Linked DNA regions of Sus scrofa: regions 2 and 3 are each linked to region 1. Evidence: chromatin contacts called from public promoter capture Hi-C data. All regions are on one chromosome and are shown on one strand. Each heading gives the region's core, a stretch centred on a gene start, on an enhancer-like site or on the middle of the called end of the contact. The rest is flanking DNA. Distances are from core to core; before and after follow the strand shown. Region 1 holds the start of HOXA13 (homeobox A13). Region 2 holds the start of TAX1BP1 (tax1-binding protein 1). Region 3 holds the start of HIBADH (3-hydroxyisobutyrate dehydrogenase, mitochondrial).

Region 1 (4,017 bases), core at 533-3,032:
AGAAGGTTTTATTGGGAAACACTTGCATTGGTCTGGGCAAACCCAGAGATGAGGGCGGATAAAAGCCGGAGCCCAGCCTTATTGGTCTGGACACTCCAGGAAGACCAGGAAACTTAAAGAGCAGACTGGGGTGGAGGGTAGGGGCTGGGGATGTTGCAGTGCCCTGGGAGTTTAGGGCTGAGTCTGCAATCTGCGACAGGAGGGCAGATTCACGCCTGGTTGCTCACCAGTCTGCCTGGGATGGAAGGGCAGTACTCTTCCCAACCTTGATGTTCCTGTGGAACGCACCCACTTTCACTTTGAATGCATGTTCCCCTTCTGGGCCTCTGACCAGCTCACAGTGACCACAATCGGAGATGGAAGTATGTGACGCCCAAGTGACAAGGACCCCCAGAGCCCCTCACCAAAACATGGTGGCTCTCCCAGCACCAACACTCCACCGCGCTCTCAGGAAAGGGTCGCATTTCCCAGGCACAGAGAAAAAGCTTCTTGGGCTAGTTCTTGGGCAGAGGAGGACCGGGCACCCTCTGCAGGCTGGAGACCGTGCTCTCCCCAGTGCTCTCTGGGGGAGGGAGGAACGCATGGCCCCAAGGAGTCCCTTTCTCCTGTCCCAAAACAGTGAAATAGAGAGTGTCCAGGGGCCTGGAGAGTCAGCTCCTGCCCAGGCTCGGTGAAGCCTCATTAAGCCCCCCAAGGGGGGATCGAGTCCCATCTCAGAACCCAGATGGGGCCTGTTTCTCTTCCAAGACAGGCCAGCCTGGCTGGAGATGTGGGAGCACTGGAAAACGAAGCGCAGCGATCGCTCTCTCCCTCTCAAAGTCTCCGAAGGAGGAAGAGTTGTCACTGGGACCCAGTGAGGAACAGTCTGTATACAAAAGTGTGAGTGCGTGACCAGGGAGTACACTTGGCTGTGTGCGTGAGTCTGTGTGGGTGTGATGGGTCGTTCTGAGCCTCCCGGCCTAAGGGCGAGTGCAGGACACTGCCCACCCACACGGTGGACAAAGAAGGGGAGGAAGCTCCTACATGCAGTCCAAGCTGTCCAGTGGAACGTCCTGGAACCCGGGAGCCAGACGCATCCGCAACCCCCCCCCCCCAACACACACACAGTTCCCCTGGAAAGAGAGCCACTTCGCGACGCCGTAGAAGCCGAAAGCGCAAGTGCCCGTGCTGGCGTCTCGCTGCAGAAAGAGGCGCGGATACCTGGAAAGAAAACAGCGCCCGAGGCCCCAGGAAGCACCCAGCCTGGTCTCCGCGTCGCGTCTTTACCATCTTTACCATTCCCATGCGTCTGCAGCTTTACCTAACCTGTCGTTGCCATCGCCTCAGGTCGCAAGCCCCACAGCTCGCCCGTCCCCTCCCGCCTTACGCTGCTCTGGGCCCCGCAGGGACCGGGAAGAGAAGGGGAGCCGCGGGGAAGTCGCCCTTCCCTCCCCGCCCCGCCCTCACGGTCCTCCGCCCCCACCCGCCCGCATCCCCCGCCTCTCCCCTGGGTGAATGGTGCGCTGCCGCGCGGCGGGCGCTGGCGCTGGGGAAGGCGCGGGCGGCGGCGGCGGCGGGGACGGCGGGTGCGCAGAGCCGAGCCGGGGTTGGAGCCGCCCGCTTTGCATACGCCGTGGGCGGAGCGGGGTGGGGGGGCCGGGCCAATGGGCGGCCGCCTGGCGCGACCCTGCGGGGCGCGATCCGCCCCCCTCGCTCGGGCCCCGGCCCCGCTCCGCGCGCTCTTCACTTCTTGGGGGCTTTTTAAAACAGCGCCACTGGGGTCTTCTCCATGCGGCTCGTGCTATGACAGCCTCCGTGCTCCTCCACCCCCGCTGGATCGAGCCCACCGTCATGTTTCTCTACGACAACGGCGGCGGCCTGGTGGCCGACGAGCTCAACAAGAACATGGAAGGGGCGGCGGCGGCGGCGGCCGCGGCGGCCGCGGCGGCGGCGGCCGGGGCCGGGGGCGGGGGCTTCCCCCACCCGGCGGCGGCGGCCGCGGGGGGCAACTTCTCCGTGGCGGCGGCGGCCGCGGCAGCCGCGGCGGCCGCGGCCAACCAGTGCCGCAACCTGATGGCTCACCCGGCGCCCCTGGCACCCGGCGCCGCGGCCGCCTACAGCAGCGCGCCGGGGGAGGCGCCCCCGTCGGCCGCCGCCGCCGCTGCCGCCGCCGCCGCCGCTGCAGCGGCGGCGGCGGCGGCGTCGTCCTCGGGAGGGCCGGGCCCGGCGGGCCCAGCGGGCGCCGAGGCCGCCAAGCAGTGCAGTCCCTGCTCCGCGGCGGCGCAGAGCTCGTCGGGGCCCGCAGCGCTGCCCTACGGCTATTTCGGCAGCGGCTACTACCCTTGCGCCCGCATGGGCCCGCACCCCAACGCCATCAAGTCGTGCGCGCAGCCCGCCTCGGCCGCCGCCGCCGCCGCCTTCGCGGACAAGTACATGGACACCGCCGGCCCCGCGGCCGAGGAGTTCAGCTCCCGCGCAAAGGAGTTCGCCTTCTACCACCAGGGCTACGCACCCGGGCCTTACCACCACCATCAACCCGTGCCTGGCTACCTGGATATGCCGGTGGTGCCGGGCCTCGGGGGCCCTGGCGAGTCGCGCCACGAGCCCCTGGGTCTTCCCATGGAAAGCTACCAGCCCTGGGCGCTGCCCAACGGCTGGAACGGCCAAATGTACTGCCCCAAAGAGCAGGCGCAGCCTCCCCACCTCTGGAAGTCCACTCTGCCCGGTAAATGGCACCCCCTTCTCAGCCCGGTCCTCTGGTTCTGCTCCAGCTTCTCCTCTGCTCGTTCCTGGGTCCCCCTCGGGTCCCTCCGCGCTCTCCCTGGCCTGCCCTAGTGGTGCTGCACCCCCGGGCGCCCACCCCGGCTGACTGGCGCTGCCCGCACTGCCCTTGAGTTGGGCGGGCTCCTGGCTCTTCCCGGGTGAGGGATGGCTGGGAAGAAGCTTGTGGGGACCCTGGCTGGCTTCCTTCTTCCTCTGCGCCCCGCCCTCCCCAGCGCTTGACATCGACTTAAGGTTGGGAAACTGACCTGGAAATGGTTTACCAAATTGCCCATATTCGTTTTCTCAAAAAGGCCTTAAGTATGGAAGCATCAAGTGTTGGGGCTTTGGGGCTACAGAGAGGACCCAGGCATGGAAGTATTGTCCCCTGAGCCTGGTGTTAATGTTTGGGCCCCTGGGCTGGGCGATCTAGCGAATCCCGCTGTGCGGGCAGAGTGACCTGATCTGGGGAGGTCATTGGAGCCCTGAGCGATTTCATTTCAGTGTGGAACTAGCCACCCTCCCCACCCACCCTCCAGGTTTTGGCAGAAAGGGTGGATAGTACAGCGAGTGGCAAAGGGCAGCCGGGCACTGCAAGGAGGTGGCTCAAATAGAGCTGTCTGTCGCCTGTGCCCTGGTCTGGATCTGATCTCTCCCTAACTTGCCTTCTCCCTATCTTACAGACGTGGTCTCTCATCCCTCAGATGCCAGCTCCTACAGACGGGGGAGAAAGAAGCGCGTCCCTTACACCAAGGTGCAATTAAAAGAACTCGAACGGGAATACGCTACAAACAAATTCATTACCAAGGACAAACGGAGGCGGATATCAGCCACGACGAATCTCTCCGAGCGGCAGGTTACAATCTGGTTCCAGAACAGAAGGGTCAAAGAGAAAAAAGTTATCAACAAACTGAAGACCACTAGTTAGTGGATGAAAAGTGGAGTTAGAGGGCAGCTTGAAGAAATTCTTCAGAACTTGTTGCTTTGCCCAGATAATGATTATAATGCTGATAATAACTGAAGAATGAGAAAGAGAAAGAGACACTGGCATTTCGCTTTCCTGAGGGGGAATCTCTTTCTCCAGTGGAATCTACAATTTTTTTTAAAAAAACTTTTCTCTAAGAAATGGTAAAGACTGCCCATTCTCCCGCCAGCCCCACCAGACCGTTAAGTGACAAACTCTAGAGTCAAACGTCAACCCCCAAATACGCAATTTCAGATAAGTTACGCATTTACTGAAATCTTGTAAGTATTTATGTGGCCGTTATATTTTAGGAC
Region 2 (4,017 bases), core at 1,085-3,584, 460 kb before region 1:
ATCTCCAAAACTCTTCACAGCTGAATAGCAGGCTATTCTGCCCAGGTGTCACCACTTATATTTAATTTTTATATTGTTTTAAAAGTTGGTTTCTAAAAAGCCATGGTCTTGGCCCATATATATTAGAGGGGAGAGAATCTTTATCTTCTCGTAGGAGTTTGTATGGGGCAAAATAAACTTTAAAAAGCCAAGAGTGATACTGAGTAGTATCCAAATTCCAAAAGGATGCAATTCAATAAACATCACATGTAAGATAATTCCTCCAAAGCAGTAAAAAAGGAGCATGGTTGCAATCTTTCATAAATATATATCATTAAAAAGGGTGAAACTACACAACCTAGAATAGATTTACAAGGATATCCTGCTGAATAGCATTGAGAACTATGTCTAGATACTCATGTTGCAACAGAAGAAAGAGTGGGGGAAAAACTGTAATTGCAATGTATACATGTAAGGATAACCTGACCCCTTTGCTGTACAGTGGGGAAAAAAAAAAAAATTAAAAAAAAAAAAAGGGTGAAACTTAGAATTCCAAAATATCTGTTATTTTGTTAAGGAAAAGGCATTTACAGTTTAATTCTACACAAACGGCTGCAGCCATTATTGTCAACAGGAGTGTGCAATTTAAAAATGTGATGACTAAAAAATAAAAATAGGATATTCTTTGACGTTACAAAAAAAAAAACCCCAAAGCTAGTAAGTTATTTCTAATGTATCCTTTTATTTATTTATTTATTTATTTATTTTGGTCTTTTTAGGGCCGCACCAGCGACATATGGAGATTGCCAGACTAGCAGTCCAATCCGAGCTGTAGCTGCTGGCCTACACCACAGTCACAGCAAGGTCAGATCCGAGCCGCGTCTGCAACCTACACCACAGCTCACAGCAACGCTGATCCTTAACCCACTGAGAGAGGCCAGGGATCGAACCCGCACCCTCACGGTTCCTACTTGGATTCGCCAACCACTAAACCATGACGGTAACTCCTAAGTGGATCCTTGATAAGCACGAAAAGAAAGACTGGCCTCAGCCCTCTTCTATGCGGGAAATAGCACTTTAAGGTTAATTAGCTCACTTCTTGGATTAACATGTTACTCAAATGATCTCTCTAAATGCTTTTGGAGTTGAGCTCCAAAATTACAATTAGCAATTGTTCCTGCATCTTGTAAATATTCCACAATTAGCGGAATGCAGAGTTGAAAAGTTACGATTTTCCCAAGCCTGACTTTTAACAGCAATTCCTAACTACTTTCCGAAACTTAAAAACCTAGCGTACGTAGAAAGTCAAACGTCACAGCGTTCCCAAATTATCAATCAGGTAATAAATGTTTATCAGAACATGCACGCACATACTAATCTCTTAATAAAGATTCCCCGAAACGACGAACGCCTGCCGGGACTTGTACACAACCTGCGGAGCTCCGGGGTGCCGGAGGGAGGGAGAGTTGTGAAATCAGGAAAAGTTGCCTAAGCAAAGACAAACGTGGCTCTCCTCCCAAGATTTTAAAACATCCCTTCGAGAACTCGGCGTAGAGCCACTTATAAACAAAAGAAAAGTGTTTGCTAATTCAGCGGCCCAGGTGAAGTCGGTGATCCAACCAAAACAGCTAACCCAGCCCGCGGCCCCGAGACGTAGGCGGCGCACCGAGTCCCCGCCTCCTAATCTGCCGGCGACTCAAACCAAAACACTTGGGTTTCACCCTTCACGGGCAAGCCCGAGCGTCCCACCCGAGGCGACCTAGATGTTTTCCCAAGTTTATCTACGTCGACAGCACACACGCTGCCCTCAAAACACTCACCCCGCAGCTGAGCCTCGGGCGAGGCAGGGTCCTCTCCGGGGGGCCCACCGCGTCACTCGCCCCCAGCCAAAGGGTCCACGCCCCACACAGGTCCCCCAAATTGCGAAGGCCTAGCCCAGGGCCTCCCCGCCTTGTGAGGCGGCCACCGGTCGCTTTTTCCAACTCCACTGCTAACCGAAGTGGCCCACACCCCCGTCACAATCGCAGCCCGGGAAGGAAGGCACTGTCACTAGGCAGCTTCGTCACCAGGGCGACCATTCCCGAGATCAGCCAGGCCCCTAGTCTCTACTGAGGGGGGGAGTCTCTCGAACCCCCAAAGAGCTCCAGCGGGGGTCCGCCCCGCGCCAGGCGGTGGGGCAGGCAGGGGAAAGAGCTTACCGAGTGGGCAGCTCCTGGGCAGATAAGGGTGTTAAAAAGACTTCTGAGCCTGAGCCGCCATCAGCCCCGATCCTCTTCCGCCACCAAAGCCTCCTTCTACCGACCGGCTACACCTCCTCCCCGGGCCTAAAGCCGGAGCACGTCACTTCCGCCCAGGGACACGCCCCTTCCGCCGCCGCCGCCGCAGCCACGCGAGGTCAGCTGGAACACCAACCAGGTTGTTCTGGACGTTAAATCACCTTGGCAGTTAGTTGCCTGTGGCCGGGCCACGGGCAATTCCTTACCGGCTTTCACCGTCGGTTCGGCTGTTACTCCTCTTCCGCCCTGCCGGTTTTGCTCAGAGACCTGGCCGTAAACAAACAGGGTCCTTTGGGCTTTTTAATTATTACTTTGACCGGAAATTCAAGGAATTTACCAGTTAAGTGGAAAGGATAGTGTTTAAACTGGCACCAGGTCATTGTCTGGATCTTTAAAAATCTGTCCAAGCGAATCTCTTTTGTGGATCAGAAAGTGAAGAACCAAAGAAGCGAAAGAGCAACCGCGTGGCTGGGGCTGCAATCCATCACTCTCTTCAAACTCCTGGCCCAGCCCAGTGCTTGCTTAACAATGAGATTTTATTCCTTGTGAAACCTCGGTTTCCCTTAGGAGTTTGCAATTCCAGTGCTTTATGATTCTATTTCCTCTTGCTCGTTCTACCCGCATTTCTTCGAGTTAACTGCTTTTGTTATCCGTTATTTTGCGTGCATGAATTTATTTAGTCCTGTATCCTTTATTCAGTTATAATTTCTAAAGTCATTTGTTATGACTTCCTAGAGTAGGGGTTCAGTTTAAATCATAACTCCGCGGGGGCAAGTGTGGTCTCTTACAATCATGTACTTGTGTTGCCGTCAAACCCTGATAAAATTTGCAACATCACAGGTGAAGAAAGGATAATAAATTAGATCAGGTCAAATGTTGAAGCATCTTCTAAATTCAAAACGTACAAAAATCTTCTTCAATATACTTTACTTCCAACATATTTAATATTACAATGCCTTTGATAATAAGGGTTCTCAATATCTGCTAACTGATTTGTTTCCTATATATTGAAATATTTGAATTTGGTATTGTTCTGTTTATCATACTTGATAGATTTCAGAAGAACCTTTATAGAACATTTAGTACCAATTTCCTTAGATTACAGATAGTGTGATAATATCAGTAATCACCTGGCTTTACTGGTAGCAACCTTCCAGTGGTTGTCTGTGTCTCTTAAGCAATGTAAATACGGCAGTGAACCCTTATAAGCAGAATTTTTCAGAAGTGCTACTCTTCCCAGCAACTACAGCCAACTAATCTATGACAATGGAGGCAAGAATATACAATGGAGAAAAGACAGCCTGTTCAATAAGTGGTGCTGGGAAAACTGGACAGCCACGTGGAAAAGAATGAAATTAGAGCACTCCCTAACATCATACACAAAAAGAAACTCCAAATGGATTAAAGACCTAGATATAAGACCAGACGCTATAAAACTCTTAGAGGAAAACATAGGCCAAACACTCTCGAAATAAACGACAGCAACATCTTCTCAGATCCACCTCTTAGAGCAATGACAGTAAAAACAAAAATAAACAAATGGGACCTAATTAAACTTAAAAGTTTCTGCACAGCAAAGGAAACCCTAAACAAAATAAAAAGACAACCCACAGAATGGGAGAAAATCTTTGCAAGTGAATCAGCTGACAAGGGATTAATCTCCAAAATTTATAAACACCTTCTGCAGCTCCATACCAAAAAAACAATCACATTAAAAAATGGGCAGAAGATCTAAACAGATAGTTCTCCAGAGAAGACATAT
Region 3 (4,017 bases), core at 482-2,981, 390 kb before region 1:
AAACAAAAACAGTAGCTCACAATAAAAATGACAAAAACCATCTGATTGGATATAAACCCTCAAGAGGGTTGGGATATAAACTTTAGGAGCTGGGAGAGCGATTGATAGGTGGGCCTGTTTTGTAAATAGCTCTGCTATGTAGGTTGACATAGTTAGAGGCATTTCAACAGTTAATTATAGAAACCTGTAGGGCTACATTTATTGGTTGCAGGAGGTCTATTCTAGCTAAACCCTAAATAAACCAGGAAGAGAGGATCAGGTAGGAAATGCTCCAGGAACCAATAAATAGATTTGGGCAGAGACCCAAATCTAGGAGACTGTCCCAATAGTTGAAATAATCTTGATGTGAAGTAGGCAGTTGGGGTGGAGAGAAAACCAAAGAAGAGAATTGTTTCTCTACCTTGCCCGCTGTACCAGTTTCTGGAAACATTGCTAGCATGCCGTGAACCCTTAGAGAACCTGCTTGGAAATTATCCAATTTCTTTAGGTAATTTCAACATCAGTGACTGAGCAGAGGTTAAAAAAAAAAAAAAAAAAAAAGGACAAAGTCATATGACTGTTCATTTTGCTACTTAGATTAAAAGGTTGGGTAAGAACAGCCTAGGCAAATGGATAAATAAAATAAATTTCAAGGAGTGGTTCCTATTGCCCTATCCACTCCTCATTCTCTTTCCTCCTTTTTATAAAAATGGCAAATCTTTTTCTGGTGTGCCCATGGCTCCTAACCCTTTCATGGGGTCAGTGAGGATTGGAAGCCCTGCGATTATCCGTTTCAGAGATTCAAATACGTACAGCACGAGCTAACTGGAGGCCTAGGGGTTAAGAACCTGGTGTTGTCACTGCTGTGGCCATGGTTGGTTTGATCCCTGGCCTGGGAAATTCTGCATGCCACAAACAGCCATAAATAAATGAAAAGAAAAAAACAAACATGCACACCAAGCACCGACAGAAGAATGCACAAATCCTTCTCTCTGACACACCTACAACCACACTACTTTTTGCATTTTCATTTACCCTTAGTTTTTGCTTATGAAATGGATGCATAATTTTCAAACAGTACAGAAATATATATTGGAATAGAGAGTGCAAGTTGCTAGTAATTCTGTCCTTCAAAGCGAAGAATGTTGTTTCCCTACCATTTTTCAAATTTAGGAATAAACTGCTGGGCTAAATAATATCAAACAAGTTTGAAACAGTTAGGTTTCTGTGGCTGTTTCTCAATGAACAGACACTAAAAACACAAATGCTAACATTAGGAGACCCACGGATTTTTGAGGTTAAAAATGGATCCCTGCACTTGGGAAGACTGGGAATTTCTGCTTTTGCTTAAATTTTGCAGCGAAGGGCCGAGTCAAAGTTAGGTCCTTGTCCGCAAGGAAGCAACTCGGGCAGTTACAACACTCCGAGGGGGCGGTTCTGGGAGGTCAGGTGCTGTGAGGAGGGGGCGGCAGTGAGTGACAGCCACCGCCTCCCACACACCCTCTGCACTTTAGTAAACAAGCAGACCTCAGCCGGCGGTCTGCAAATGAGGGAAGAGTATGGGGGCGGGGCCAGGGCTCAGGCGCTGAGCGTCCCAGAAAGTCTCCTATTGGTGTTTCTCAAAGGGCGGAGAACCTGGGAGTTCCGATTGGTCCACTTTCCCGGATTGACGGCCTAGGTACTGCGCGGGCCGCGCCTCTCGAGGTCGCGCTCCTCCCCTTGTGGGTAGGGGCCCGCCCCAAGCGGCAGAGCGCGTGCGCGTGCGGCCACACGCCGCAGCTGAGCCCGCCCGCCGCACCACGCACCCTAGCAGTCAGTGGGTGAGCCGGGAGCCGAGGAGGTCACCGTGGGGAGGCGGGGCGGGGGCAGCATGGCAGCCTCCTTACGGCTCCGTGGAGCCGCCTCTGGCCTCCTGTACTGGAGCCGCCGGCAGCGGCCGGCAGCGGCCAGCCTTGTAGCGGGTAAGGACCTCGTGTCACCTTCCCCCGACCCTCCTCCGGCCGCCGGCTTCCCGCGCCCGGACGGCCAAAGAGGTCTTTTCACCAGAGGCGCTGCGGTTGGGTTGGGGCTTAAAACTCAACATTTTTGCTGGTGCTAAGGCCTGGCCTCTTCTGCGTTTGAGGCTCGCAGCGCTACTGCTTCTCCCCTGCCCTCCCCACCCCGGATCCACTTGTATGGGGCTCAGCGTACTTTCGGGACTTAGGAAGGGATGGAGAGAGCTTGGGGTAAAGAGTATTTGGGTCCGACTCATGCTTCTTTGGATTTAAGACTTTGAGGACAATCCGAAGGCCCAGCCCCAGGGGAGACCCTGCAATCACCCGAGTGACCCCTGGCCTTGCGGCGCAGGTTGGCTTTTGAGCGCCCCCGGGGCACTCTCCACCCTAGGTGGGCGCGCCCTCCGGCCACAGGACTTGATTTTTGTTTAAATGCCTTAATCATTACAGGTGTTTTTACTCCTGTGGACTCTATAAAACCCGGGTGATCAGTCTTTGCAGCACAGTTTTAAGTCACCGTTGGCTGGCAAGGCGAGCTTTCCCCTACTTCCCTTGTGTAACTGCTACCTGAAGATGGCACTTCTGTCAAATAATTAACCGGAGTATTTTCAACGTCCTCAAAATTGTGACCTGAACCTATCCTGTTTCCCTTCTCTCCCCCACCCCCCATACCCCTAGAAGTTACGGAGGCTAACCATCAGTTTAGGAAGAAGCAGTTTTTAGATCTACAGAGATCTAATAATCTTGCATTTCTCAGATGAGAGAACCCGAAGCCCCTTGGATAAGCGAATTAGGATAGTACAGCAGGACCGATTCCTGCACTTTATACCACAGCTGGATTCCTCTTTAATTGAAAAATCGGTTGATTTGTGGGGATACCGCTCTTGTCTGCCTGTACAAGTTTTATTGTTTTAACAATGCACTGTTTAGCGTGCTCATATTTGGGATTTTGGGGAAAGATCTGGTATTAATTTTTTCCGATATTTGCTTTAAAAATGTAGCAGACTGGGAGTTGCGTTCCTAACAGCTTCTCTTCCTCCTCCTTGCTAAAAACCTAAGCAGAAGAGTGAATTTCCTTTTTTGCCTTGAAAAGGGAAAACTCCATGTGATGAGAAAGAACAGATGTCTGATACAGAATCATAGGAATAAGATACAAACTCAAAGAATTTGCCCAACTTGACTGTAACCACTGTTTGAGCTACAAGTATTGAAGTACAAAAAAGTCCTTCCAAATTGGAGTTACCAGTTTTCACATGACTGAACAATTCTTTCAGTTGTGTTTAGTCAAGGAAGATATGTGTGCTGTTTAGTGGTTTTTCACGATGTTCTAACAATGTTTTAATGACCCTCGAAGAACCTTTTCATGTTATAGAAGTTCTTATAATTCATATGGAAGTCTGAGGCTTGTGACTGTAATAATTGCTTCTGTAGATTGGAAAGGCCTACCTGGAAATGCTGGTAGACTACTTTGGCATATGATTTTGTTCTTTGACCTGAAGATGTTGACATTTTAATAGGTTTATGACAAATTTTGAATAGTTTTTTTGTGTGTCTGTGTGATGATTGTCTAAAACGCTTCAGTAGTTGTTTTTACCCTGTGGAATTATTTTAAACATTTTTGTTAGTTTACTACAAAAGTGTTTGTTGGATTCTTAAAAAAATTTTCATGTCGTTTTGGTTGGAGTCTAAGAACCATGTCAAATCGTAACAAGGTTTAGCATTCTAAATTCTGTGGGATGTTTGTCTTCATAATGTGTTTAAGTTGATATACCATATGGAAGGTAATATAAAGATGCATACAGTTATTTACAGCTTGAAAAAAAATGAGACCTAAAAGTTGCTGGTTAATAGCATATCTTGAAGCATCAAAAAGGAAATAGAAAAATGAGAAATTTAAACAAGACATAGATTACTGTTTCATCACCGTTTTATATTTTAACTTAAAAAGCAATTAAATTTAGTTTCAGACTTCTTGGTACAGACCAAAAAGTTGCAGATGTTGGCTTTCTATAGTCATTGTGATTCACTAACATGTATGAGGAAA

What was found. Promoter capture Hi-C pulls out the DNA fragments that hold promoters and counts their contacts.
Region 2: a contact with region 1 is called in a promoter capture Hi-C map of fetal liver, with 4 times the contacts expected there. The contact joins the promoter of TAX1BP1 here to the promoter of HOXA13 in region 1. A contact is called at or near these places in 2 of 5 promoter capture datasets (fetal liver and fetal skeletal muscle), 2 of 47 Hi-C or Micro-C datasets (embryonic fibroblasts and heart right ventricle) and 1 of 2 datasets of contacts at active chromatin or transcription factors (skeletal muscle).
Region 3: a contact with region 1 is called in a promoter capture Hi-C map of fetal skeletal muscle, with 5 times the contacts expected there. The contact joins the promoter of HIBADH here to the promoter of HOXA13 in region 1. A contact is called at or near these places in 3 of 5 promoter capture datasets (fetal liver, fetal skeletal muscle and liver) and 1 of 47 Hi-C or Micro-C datasets (embryonic fibroblasts).

Annotation. Positions count from the first base shown.
Region 1 is chr18:45,371,658-45,375,674 of Sscrofa11.1, forward strand. HOXA13 (homeobox A13) reads left to right here and starts at 1,783. Exons shown (of 3, transcript NM_001195342.1): 1 at 1,783-1,863; 2 at 2,386-2,704; 3 at 3,423-3,666. The coding sequence starts at 1,783. The coding sequence ends at 3,666.
Region 2 is chr18:44,907,931-44,911,947 of Sscrofa11.1, forward strand. It overlaps TAX1BP1 (tax1-binding protein 1), which reads right to left and starts at 2,335. Exons shown (of 16, transcript XM_021079294.1): 1 at 2,178-2,335.
Region 3 is chr18:44,983,679-44,987,695 of Sscrofa11.1, forward strand. HIBADH (3-hydroxyisobutyrate dehydrogenase, mitochondrial) reads left to right here and starts at 1,732. Exons shown (of 8, transcript XM_021079217.1): 1 at 1,732-1,940. The coding sequence starts at 1,850.